2 separate regions of the Gasterosteus aculeatus genome follow, and region 2 is linked to region 1. The links are chromatin contacts, called in public Hi-C maps. All regions are on one chromosome and are shown on one strand. Each heading gives the region's core, a stretch centred on a gene start, on an enhancer-like site or on the middle of the called end of the contact. The rest is flanking DNA. Distances are from core to core; before and after follow the strand shown. Region 1 has its middle 7.9 kb from the start of lman2. Region 2 overlaps fat2 (FAT atypical cadherin 2).

The links. A called contact is a pair of places that touch in the nucleus more often than the background predicts.
Region 2: a Hi-C map of whole body shows a contact between it and region 1, with 2.7 times the contacts expected there. The contact joins two enhancer-like sites. A contact is called at or near these places in 2 of 6 Hi-C or Micro-C datasets (tail fin and whole body).

Annotation. Positions count from the first base shown.
Region 1 is chr4:4,404,301-4,407,017 of fGasAcu3.hap1.1, forward strand. No RefSeq gene overlaps it. Among protein-coding and RNA genes, the nearest start is that of lman2, 7.9 kb to the left of the region's middle. Within about 2 kb of position 1,386, at least 3 of the 9 cell types and tissues checked have open chromatin away from gene starts, as enhancers often do.
Region 2 is chr4:4,448,464-4,451,180 of fGasAcu3.hap1.1, forward strand. The region is part of intron 15 of fat2 (FAT atypical cadherin 2); the gene reads left to right. Among protein-coding and RNA genes, the nearest start is that of mtnr1al, 24 kb to the right of the region's middle. Within about 2 kb of position 1,363, at least 3 of the 9 cell types and tissues checked have open chromatin away from gene starts, as enhancers often do.

The DNA.
Region 1 (2,717 bases), core at 136-2,635:
ATCCTCCCCACCTGGGACTGAAGGACGCGTCGCTCACGAAGACGGGAACTGAGGATTATTTTATTCATTCATTATTATTTTTTATACCAGATACTTATTTCTGACCTTGATATCTTCACATGGGAGCTTCTGGACCACAAGGCCATTGCTTTGTTTCCGTGTTTCTTTAAATCGTTTTTGTTAACTTGAAAAAGTAACACGAGGACACCGGCTCGGGCTTTCTGAAGTCGTGTTAAACAGATTCTAGCAATTTCTGAAGTTGTAACCAAACAATGACAATGAGAAACAAACCGTCTCCGCAGACTTGAATTAACGCGCCCGTTATTTTCAGCCCATTGATTCTCTGACGACCAAGCGCTTAATTGTTAGTAAATGCTTTACTGCGACGTCAACATGCAGCGCGAGTCTCCGTGCTGCTTTCCTTCAGCGCAACACAATTTGACAACAACACGTTTCGGGGCAGAAGTTGACGGATCTCATGTTTCTTCCGTCTCTTTTTCAGAACTCGGAAGGGCGAAGGTCACTCCAACTCATTTAAACATCTTCCTTTCAAACTCTGCTCTTTATATAAGTGAGTATACGTCAAACAACAAGCCCCGCCCCTCCCTCAAATGTCAAGTTCACGACTTAGCGAGGACGGCCCGAAAGGGCCTTGAAGTCAGTAATTATCTCGTGGTATTTGTGTCGGCCGCGGGCCTCCAGGCGGCTGTCAGTCAGGGTGACGTCCATCGGAGGGGCAGCAGAGAGAGAAAACGCAGCGGAGGGCCGGATGTCGCCGGGGGGCTCGTCCATCACGCGCTGTCCATCACGCCGGCCGCAGTTTCGTCGCAGTTTTCGTCGATGCCATGGATGGTTCATATTCTCTCCGACCGTGGCCTGTTGGGTTCAGCCGGGGCGCTCGTTGGGGGGGTGAACCCAGAGGAGCGTGACTTCAGGGGGGGGGCGTGGAGGCCCGGGAGAAGCCGCCGTCGCTGGCGCTTTGCTACGCTAACACGTAGCTCTCCCGCAGACAGTTGTTCGAATTAGCAAAAGAAGAATGATGAAAAGTCGTGTTTTGTAGCTAAATGCATGACTGAATGAGTCCTTAAAAAGTGATCACTAAATATCTTTCTACACATTTTTTTGTCCTGCCAACTCGGGAGCTGTAGCTCCACTTTGTAGACCTTCCAATAATAATTCACTTTCAGGATTTCACTTCAGGTAGAAATAAAAATAGTCTCTCACTGTGACTTCCTCCTTCTCCACGTTGTTTTAGTCACGTGGGAAATGAGCAAACACTTAAACACAACGCGCTCATGTGGGTTGCCACTCCACACTTGTGCGGCACATCATCAGGACTCTCTGTACTCGCACTGACTTGTTGCACCTTGTTTGTGTGTCTTAACGTCGCGCTCATGAAGTTGCCGGTTAGTTTCTCCTCGGGCTGCCTGCGGGTTTGTTTCATGTGCCGTCTGAGTCCGCGAGACGAGTCACACGTCACATCTCCCCCTGCAGGGCCTTTGAGTTAACAACCACTTCTTCTACAAAAAGAAAGTAACTTAAAAAATGTTATTTGTGGCCGTTAAAAGCATTTTCACTACATATTCTTCTAGTCAAGTGCAGTTAAGTTCTTTGGATTCATGTAATTCTAATAAAAAAAGTTTGCAGGGTTTGAGGATGTCGTCCCTCCCTCCCAAAGTGACGGAGCTTCATTCTCCTCTGCAGTTTATTTTGGTATCATAATATATTTTGACACAAAACTACAGAGACAGCGGCACGAGGTGCTTATTGTCTCGTAAAAAAGGTGCAGACTTCTGGATACGAGGACAAAACATGTTTAAGTACCAGCCTGGTTAATAAAATCCATTCATTGAGTAGAACTTCTTGTAGGACGGATTCTTGGTTGAGTCCTCGTCCTTTTCCTTTCCCTAGTTGACCCCACGTTGACCTCCATTAGTCCATCCAAAGGCCCTTTTCTACTTTGCTTCCTCTGCTCCTTCATGCTGGGACTTAAATGTCTCTCAGTGTTCACTTTAAAGTCCCACGGTGAGACTGAGGTGTGAACCTTCGCGTCCTCAAAGCAGCGTGAACAGCTTGCAGGTAAAATATCGACAACGTCTCGCTTGCTTTCTTCACTTCTACAGTTTGATTATGTGTGTGTGTGTGTGTGTTTGAGTAAAACATGGCTAAAAAGCCTGAAAGCTGTAGAATAAGCTTCCTCTGATCAACAACAAGGTTACAACAGTAATGTGTTGTTTTTAAGACATTAAAAGTAGGTATTAATCCGGAGTATTAATCCTGCCCGAGTGGGATGAAGAAAACACAAGGTTGTTCCTCTCAAGTGAGTTTCAGGTCTTTGTGTGATGACTTTGGCAGCTTCGCGTCACCACTGGCGGATCGGAAGGCAGGAAAGTGGTCTGAAATCCACCCGGAATGCTTTGAAACTCTCTCCCCCGTGCAACGCGCCGCCAACAACCGTCGCATTGTCCTGGGAAATGCCCGGGGTCAAAGTGCACGACAAGGTGAGCGCTAAGCAGGGCCTGACATAACAAAAAAAAGGACATTTAATCTTGTGCTCGCGGCGAGATTTATGTTGGGGAGGAAGGGGGGGGGGGGGGGTTTAAACCAGTGAGTCGCGTTAAGAGGAGCTGCCGAGGAGTGAAGGTGGGATCGTGATCCCGTTAACTGCTTTTGGGGCGGCCCGCGCTGGTGGAGCAGGGAGCTCTCTGCCGCGTGTT
Region 2 (2,717 bases), core at 113-2,612, 44 kb after region 1:
GCAGGCAGACTGGATAAGCTAAGTGGGTGGACATCGTTTTATGTGGTATCATTGCAAAGTACCTGCAAAAACAAGCATGTCCCCTCCTCACATCTGACTCAAACGGACGGAGCCTCCATCCGACCCTTCGACTGCCGACTCCTCAAGTTCAAGGTGCGTAGCGCGCGCAGAAATCTGTCTACCGACCAGTAGACCGGTAGGTGATTTTGGAGACACAAAAGCCCGGTCGGTGTGTGTGTGGACTCCAGCCAGGCCAGAGGACGCCGCGATGACATCGGGGGTTTATTGTTCCAGTGCGCCGTCGGGGGGGGGGGGGGGGGGGGAGCATGCTCCTTTTGAGCGGTAAAATATGAGACTCCCCCAATCCTCCCGGTTTCTGTAACTGCTAAACAGCACAAGTCGCTTTTTTTCCTCCCCTTTGTTGGTTTAGTCATGTTTTCCTTTCTGCTTCTACTTTGTAATTTTAACTTTTTTCTCTCAAACAAATTAGTCCTGTAATTTGTGTTTCAGCACACGTTTTGTTTTTTTCACTTCAGTTTTCTAAAGATCTGAACAAATCTGAACCCGTCTCTCTGCGCCGGAAGTTTGCTGACGCAGTTTGATAGAAATTTCAACTGCTGTGTTGGAATGTTTTATTCATGCGCCGGCTTTGATCTTTCGTTGGGTTTCTCTTGGTGCAAACAGTGAAGTCCGATAAAAGTGAACTAAAACCGACAGTATTCCCTCAGCTGAAACCCTCCGTAGTTCAGTCAGTGTGTGTGTGTGTGTGTGTGTGTGTGTGTGTGTGTGCACGTGTGGTAGTGTTCTCTCCAAGTACGCACACACAAACACACACACATGCACACACACCAGAATGATCACAGTTCACACAAGAAGATCAATACTGATGCACACAGAAACCCACTCATACAAATGTTGTGCGTGTACAAAGACTAATGCACACACATGTTTTTGTTTGCACTGAGATGGACACATTCAGACAGGTAGACACACACGCACACACAGACACACACAAACACACGCGCGGAGCAGGTAGGGAAACGGGAGTAGACCGAACAGGTCAGCCGCTCCTTCAGATGTGCTGCAGCTTGTCCTCTTTCTCCACTCAGACAAGTTTCTCACAGACAACAATGAGTAACGAGCTTTTCTTTTTTATTTGCTTAAGTAATTGAATAGAAAAACATGGTCTCTACCTGCAGGGTTCCCAAAGGGCACAGACGTGAATACAGATCTCTCTTTGTGGTCATTTTTAACTTTAATACGCAGTAAATAGAATGATTTGTCAGTAATATACGCCATGTATTTCCTTACCGTCCATCTCGGGTTCATTCAGAATGAAACTGGTGTCGTCACATTGTTTCTTTCTTTTTTTTTCACACAGGAGCAAAGAGAGACAATGACCGATCAACAGTTGAGTCACTGCTTCTCGGGGAAGCAGGATTTGAAGTGTTGCCCTTTAACCACAGCGCCATCTTTGGGATGATTAATTTGCTAAAGTCTTCAGAACAAAAACAAAATTTCTCCTCGAAAACTTTCCAGATCACCTTTTTGTTGAAGCTCCGTTTGAGATTAAATGTTGACCTTCGATTCCAAAACTCCCGTAATTATCCTTAAACATCCTTTGCAACGTTTACAGCTTGTTATCTCGTTAATATGCAGATTATATTTAATGGGTGGGAAATTACAGCCACTTACTGCCTTTGACATGTTTGGTTTCATGACCTTATTCTGAATTACAATAATATTCCTTCTATGCTGTTTGAAGGTTGATAATAACAAATATTCCCGTTTACACGCAGCAGTGCGTACGCCGATGAAAACGCCTCCCACACACCGGCACGTCCTCTCGCTTTCAAAAAGTCCCACAAACAGCAGTCATATTACTATTTGAATAACAGACAGGCAGGCAGTGGGCTGAAAAGGTCAATTACAGTATTTCACCATCCTGCTGCCTCCTTGATCTCACAACTCAAGGTTCAAAACCATTGAGTTTATTCTAGAATGTATTACTATTTTAATGAAACGTTTATTGCAATTTGTGGGATGTCAACATATATTTTTTTAAATGTCAGCATAAACACGTGGAAATAATCTTAAAAGCAAAATGTTGGGTGTAGAAATAAACTTTAGCGGACACGGATGAGTTCATGGAGATCAATACGTAACACGAGTCAGGCTTTTCCCCGAGGGAAGGAGGACAAACCGTGAACGGACTGGACGAGAGCTTGAGGGGGAGGGAGACTTATCCGTGTCACAGGTGATGCTTCCTTCCTCATTCGGCTCCGTGCTTTTCATCGGCGGGGGGCCGGTCTGTACGCCGCACTGATGCTGGTGCTCTGCCGCCACGAGCACGAGAAAATCAAGAGACATTCAAATGCAGTCTGCCGGAAATAGCAGGATGTAGTATCACGCTCTAATGAGCACTTTCACGTTCCCAAAGGAGGCAAAAAACTAGTTTGATTGCATTCGTTGCTTGCATTCGAGTTCTGACATTTTTTGAGTGGAGAACATCAAAAGAATTATTCCTTTAAGATTATTCTGAATAATCTTAATATCAGTTTTTATGCAAAACGCGTGCTGCTGGTACTGGACTCGCTTGTGGTGGACCTGCTCATGTTGCACTAGTCACCGCACTAGTTGTGTGGATAGAAATCCCTGCGGATACGTTGATTATTTGCCATCTTAATCCCTTTTTTGATGGTTTAACATCAACAGAT